Regions from separate parts of the Mus musculus genome. Here region 1 is linked to region 2. Evidence: chromatin contacts called from public Hi-C data. All regions are on one chromosome and are shown on one strand. Each heading gives the region's core, a stretch centred on a gene start, on an enhancer-like site or on the middle of the called end of the contact. The rest is flanking DNA. Distances are from core to core; before and after follow the strand shown. Region 1 has its middle 130 kb from the start of 4930435F18Rik. Region 2 has its middle 130 kb from the start of Isl1.

What was found. Hi-C and Micro-C count contacts between places; a contact is called where the count stands out from the background.
Region 1: a contact with region 2 is called in a Hi-C map of the N1E-115 cell line, with 5 times the contacts expected there. The contact joins two enhancer-like sites. A contact is called at or near these places in 1 of 484 Hi-C or Micro-C datasets (the N1E-115 cell line) and 3 of 115 datasets of contacts at active chromatin or transcription factors (embryonic forebrain, neural tube and stem cell-derived neural progenitor cells).

What each region holds. Positions count from the first base shown.
Region 1 is chr13:116,704,481-116,707,313 of GRCm38.p6, reverse strand. No RefSeq gene overlaps it. Among named protein-coding and RNA genes, the nearest start is that of 4930435F18Rik, 130 kb to the left of the region's middle. Within about 2 kb of position 1,478, at least 37 of the 459 cell types and tissues checked have an H3K27ac peak or open chromatin away from gene starts, as enhancers often do. A contact at or near this core is called in the N1E-115 cell line, where this site is marked.
Region 2 is chr13:116,442,046-116,445,028 of GRCm38.p6, reverse strand. No RefSeq gene overlaps it. Among named protein-coding and RNA genes, the nearest start is that of Isl1, 130 kb to the right of the region's middle. Within about 2 kb of position 1,293, at least 30 of the 459 cell types and tissues checked have an H3K27ac peak or open chromatin away from gene starts, as enhancers often do. A contact at or near this core is called in the N1E-115 cell line, where this site is marked.

The DNA.
Region 1 (2,833 bases), core at 229-2,728, 260 kb before region 2:
AAAAGCTCACCAAGGCTCACCTTAGTGCTAATCAAGATTGTTCAATGCACGTTATAAATCTGATATTATATTTATTGCTTATCTTTATTCAGGAGGTTAGACTCCATCCTAGGGCTGTCCCCTTTCAAAAAAATGTTTTCGGGTGCATGTGTTTCCACTTTGCACTTTCAACGGACTGGAGAGGACAATAGTGTGAAAAACATCTGAAAATATGAGGCGACAACAGGGCATGTGTGTTTCATTTCTGCAGTGTTAGGGTGGAAAGTAACAAAAGAAACACACACACACACACACACACACACACACACACACACACACACAGAGTGAGGCCCAGGGACCCAGCACAAAAGACTTGCTGACCCAAAGCTAACACAAGACAAATTAAAGAACAGAGCAGGGACTGGGAGGGACTGGAGACAAACAGTTGGGGGGAAAGATCGCATCGAGTGCCTAGGACAGATGAAATACGGGAGAGAGAAGAGCAGACAAAGTAGTGCTCAGGACTGGAACTCACACCCCCGAGGCTGTGGAACAATACATTTGCTTAAAATACGAAGTTTCTTCGGCTGCACAATAACATAAAGGGATCACAAAATAAACATTACTTCTCTTGCAAGAGCGGAACAAACTGGTCACTCTAAACCAAACACAATTGTTCCAGTTTAATTGTGGGATCAGAAAACCCAGGCTGACTCCAACTCTCCTCTCGCTGCATGCCTATGAAGGGTAAAGTCTAAGGGGGTTGGGATTGGACTGCGAAACGCCTTTTCAGTGAAGCGACATCAATATTTGCAGAGTTTAAAGCTTCAAGAATACAAAGGCAGGCATGAGATTATCTGATTATCCACGGATACCATACCGAAGAAAGGAACGATGTTGCCTCTAAAAGGTTGAATAAGTTTTATTAATAAATAAATAAATAAATAAATAAATAAATAAATAAATAACCAATCTGTTGGTAAAAAGAATATATATATATATATATATATATTCAAGTGCTTGAAAAGGAATGAGGTCTAGAGCAGCAACTCCGGAGCGGGCAGTACAAGCCAGTCCCGAGGCCTCAGGGCTCAACCAAGGCCGGGGAGCGCTGCTCCAAAGTGGTGAGAGCCTCTCAGGAGCCAGAAGCCCCGCAGACCTCGACGGGATACCGGAGAGCCGGCAGCGGCTGGAAAAGAATGCTGAGGCTTCCAGGATAAACCGATCTGGGTCTAAGCCTCCGTTTCCTCGCCATCCCAAAACAGTGCCTTTAAAGGAGACATCATCGCCCTAGGACCCGTGTCCCATCCTGGGGACCCTGAATGTGCCCGACACCCCAGAACTGAGGGGCGAATTCTGGTTCTGTCCTCCTCCAGACGTTCTTACTATCCTTTAATTTTATTGGCCAGCCTGTTGCTCAGTGGACCTGGAAGGGTGAGCCTAGGGTTCCCGGACGCCCCGCTGAGTGCCTTTTCCCTAGACGCCTGCGGGGACCCGGCTGGAGATCACAGCTCGGAAAGTGTGCAGAGGCGGACTTGCAAGGCCGGGTTCCCTCCTGATGCTCACCTCAGGCGGCCGCTGGAAGTTCAGTCCCAGCGCTAGCTTTTCTCCGACAGAGACCCGATTGCCTTTAACTCCCGAGGCTGCGCTCTCCACCTCGTCCCAGGATAATTGCGCATTTCTCTACATTTAGAGCTTTGGAAATTGAGAAAGCGCGCTTTCATTTGTGCATCGTCTGCCGACAGCCCCTTCGCGTTAGAGTCTTTTCCCTCCTCCCCTCACGTACACACACACACACACACACACACACACACACACACACACACACACACACACACTTTTTAAAAAAAAAATAAATGATTTGAAATATCAAAACAAACCCTGAATCAGTCCGCCCAATTTTATGCTCCATCTCCCCTGTCTACCACAGTTTCTCTTTGTGGTCTATGGAAAAACAGTGTTTAGAGCCATTTGCAATTTCCTTTGTCACTTGCCGCTCTGTGTATGTTGGTTTTACATGTCATTTGTTTGCCAAATCAGGTTCTATTTCTTCAGCCCAGGATTCAGGATCTTTGTTCCTAGATCAATTGCCCTTTGCTGGAAGAAAGGCAGGACTTTTTTTTTTTTCTTTCTATCCACCTGATGCAGAAACTGTCAGCAAGCATTAAGTCACCAGGAGGACATCAGTGTGACAGATTCTGGCCTCTGAGGGTTTTGATTAAAGACCCCCCCCCCCAAACTCCCGCCTTGCCTTCCTAGCACTCTGTAAAGGTCATAGTTTGAAGCTGTGGTGGTGTTTATTGAATGTCTAATCTTGACTTCCAGGTATTGTAGAATCCTTCTTGGCAGGACCAAGCGGTCCTGGACTTCCAATACACCTGAATGCGTAGAGCATGTAGTCCCGTGTAGTCCTGTCTTCGATTTCCCTGGCCATAGGATGCCTACCTGCCTCATATGAATGGTGGACATTAATAGTTTCAGGTTCCTTATTAACTTTCTCTGGTTTGCTTATTGATTTCTTTACGTGATTATATCTGACTCAACACAGCCTAAGGATGTGGGTGACACTATTATTTCCCTGATTAGTATTCAAAACAAAACAAAACAAACCCCCCCCCCAAATTTAAAAGAGATGTTGGGATTGGTCCAAACATTTTCTTTTTAACTTTTTTTTTTTTTTACATATGTGTATTTCATTCTACAAACTGACAGTTGTACATTAGAAGCAGCTCAAAATGACTGGAAAGTGATTGGAGGTCAAATTCAGGTAGTCATGGCAATACTATCTTGGATCAGCCATTTGAGTTAGGTGATCACTTGTCCACCTTGGAAGAGAACCTTAATTAAAGGCAAT
Region 2 (2,983 bases), core at 44-2,543:
TTAGTTTGTGTTTTTACAAACTAGGGAAATTCAATTAGATTTCTTTGAAGGTACTAGGTCTAAATCTCTGGATATGTGAGATGGTATACATCATTTAAATATAAAATATAAAATTTATATAAATATTAAATCCTGCAAAATTGACTTATAAATGAAATTGCTCTTTGACTCAACCCAGAAGTTCTAATAACAAAATGTCTATCATGAATAAAATAATTAATGTTGCTTCATTTTTGTGAGTTACATAGACTGGCCTCCTATGGTTTGTGCTTTACACTCCTTTGAAAAATGAGGAACCCAGAGAACTTCCAAGAAAGAAACAGCTGGCAGTGTCCCACTACAACACTGTATTGATGTAAGGGCCTATGTAGAACATGACTGCTTTTCTGTAGAAGACTGGTGGCAGGTGTCAACCCTCAACCATGTACTCACAGGAAGGGATAAAGACTTCGTCTTTTTTTATTATCATTATTTTGCTGGTAAACGTTAGAAATAGATATTTGAATGATAAAAAATATCGTAGAACCTTAAGACTTTACAATTCCCTCTCGAAACAACTGCAAAATGTGTGGATGTGTATGTGTGTATGGATAGATATTCATAGTGAGGGTTGGTGACATAATCTAAGTGCCAGGGTGGCCTCCACCTGTGAAAGAGAGAATGCTCCCATGGGAAAGTGTCTATTTGACACAGTGAGGACATGTCCTGTCAGAAAAGACACTGTATATGATCACACTGTAAATGAAAGGCCCTTTGTTTCATTTGCGGTTTTCACAGATCATCTTATGTCTCCATTTGTCATAAATATCTCTGTTTCCTGAGAGTGGCCAGTTGCATAAAGAGCAAGCAAGAAGTAAAAGTCCTCAGGTTCATTTCAGCAGCGAGGAGGAGTGGAGCAAGGCTGCTCGCTAAAAGCTGTTAATTGCAGTTTACAAAGGAGAAATCCCTTATCTTTAAAAGTTCCTTTGCTTGACTGACTCATTCTTCCTGGGAGGGATTAATGCTTAATTAGAAAAAGATGCTAAACAATCCGTGTGCTTCCTGAATGAAAAAAAAACAAAAAACAAAAAAACAAAACCACCTCACCTTAGTTTTTAAAGATTCTTAACAAGGTAACATGCTAATTGTTTAATGAATGATTCGCACCGAGAACTAGAGATGTGTGTTAAAAAGCATCGCTTATCACGATTGGCGTAGCTCCCAGAAATTGGTTCACTTGCTGTTCTAGGACCCAGTGCCAAGCCTGTTTGCGTTGCGCTTTGGCGTTTGCTTTTGTTTCCCCACCTCTGCGTGTAAACATGTTTGTCAAGGTCCACTGTTAGGCTAGGAAGCAGAGGGACAAAGGGAGGGTAAAGACTAGTGGTGACCGAGTTGGGGGTGGGGTGGGGAAAAGGTAGTGAGAATTCTCTCTATCTTATGTTGGGGTTGAAATTGCATTTTATTGAGCAATGCTGAGCATGCCTGCATTTCATCCTTGGTGTAGGATATTAAGAAGTGAGAGTTGCATCTATTCTTCAGTGAAGGGCAAGAGGCATTGCAAAGCCCGACTTCACACTTTGCCTGGCTGTCAAAGGGCTTGCTTGCTCCTTCACAACAATGCCCCAATGTTTTGTTAGGCTGGCTCCAGTTCACTTCCTTAAGTGAGGAGGCATGGGTGGAATGCCAGGTATGTCTACAGAGCAAAGCAGTGCAGGCAGGCTGACGCCAGGAGAGAATAGGCAGGTACCGATTGAGTTACAGGATTTCTACAAATCTAATCCCCCCGTGTAACATGAGACTTATTACAGAGCCAGCCTCTGCTAGGGCCGGGAAGTCTGAGGATATGAACAGTTTTGGAAGCAATGATCCCAGTTAACCCACTGAAAACCAGCTTCAGTTGACCAAAATGAACAGCCTCTAGTCCTCACGAGGTTGTTTAAAGGTAATAGTGATTCGAAGTCAGTTGCTAATTGTAGAAAAAAAGAAATCTTACTGATGAGAGATATTCAATATACCAACAGTACATTGGACATACAATACAGCTACACCCTGCTAAGGCCATTTTAAGAAAATTTCTACTTTATATGTCTGACACTGGATAGTCTATACATTACTAATGGTAAGTATGTATAATTTATGGGGCATATCTTGCATATGACAAGCTTGTTATGAAAATTTAAAGTAATGTAGTTATTTATTACTGTCTCAAAAGCATCTACTTAAGGGAAACATTTATTTTCTGGGACACTTTCATTAATTATCATAATAAGGGGATGGTATATTTTATTAAATGCAAGAAATCAAAATAGCTAACCTAAACAGAAAAAATATCCAAGTATCAGAATCTCCTATATCTCTGATAATTATTTATTGTTTCTGATCACCCACTAACACGCATCATCAGAGGCATGTAGGTAGAAGAAATTAAAGTATTCCTGCACTTAACATTTAATGTAAGAACTCTTTAAATCAAATTTACTAGATTCATACATTTACAAAGATGGCTAACTCTGGTTATACAACAAGGAAGCCAGGAACTTGTCATAATGTTGACATTACATTGTGACAAAGCTTCTGCCTTAACTCAGAAGCCCATAGTACAAAATAATTTCCTATCCATTTTCCAGCTTTGTGGATCATACCCGGAACTTTGAGCCTGTGAGCAAAGGCTCTGATACTGAACCTCAATCCAAGTCCGCAAAAATGTTCTTGAGACTGATCAGTGGCTCCACAATGCCTTTGTGCTTCTTATGCTAACGCCGTCCCTTTAGATAGCTGTGTTGATTATTTTGTCTGCACCTCTTGCGTACATACATCAGCAGCATCTGCTTCCAGAGTTTTGCTTGTTACTAAAAAGTTACCAAATTCAAAGACATATAGATCTAGACCCTGATAACAGAATGGCTGTTATCCTTCCGTGCATTCACACAGACCCTTTTGGCATGTGAGCTTCTGCCGGTGCTTTAGTAGTTCTTAGTGTTCATGTGAGGAAACCGAGGTCCAC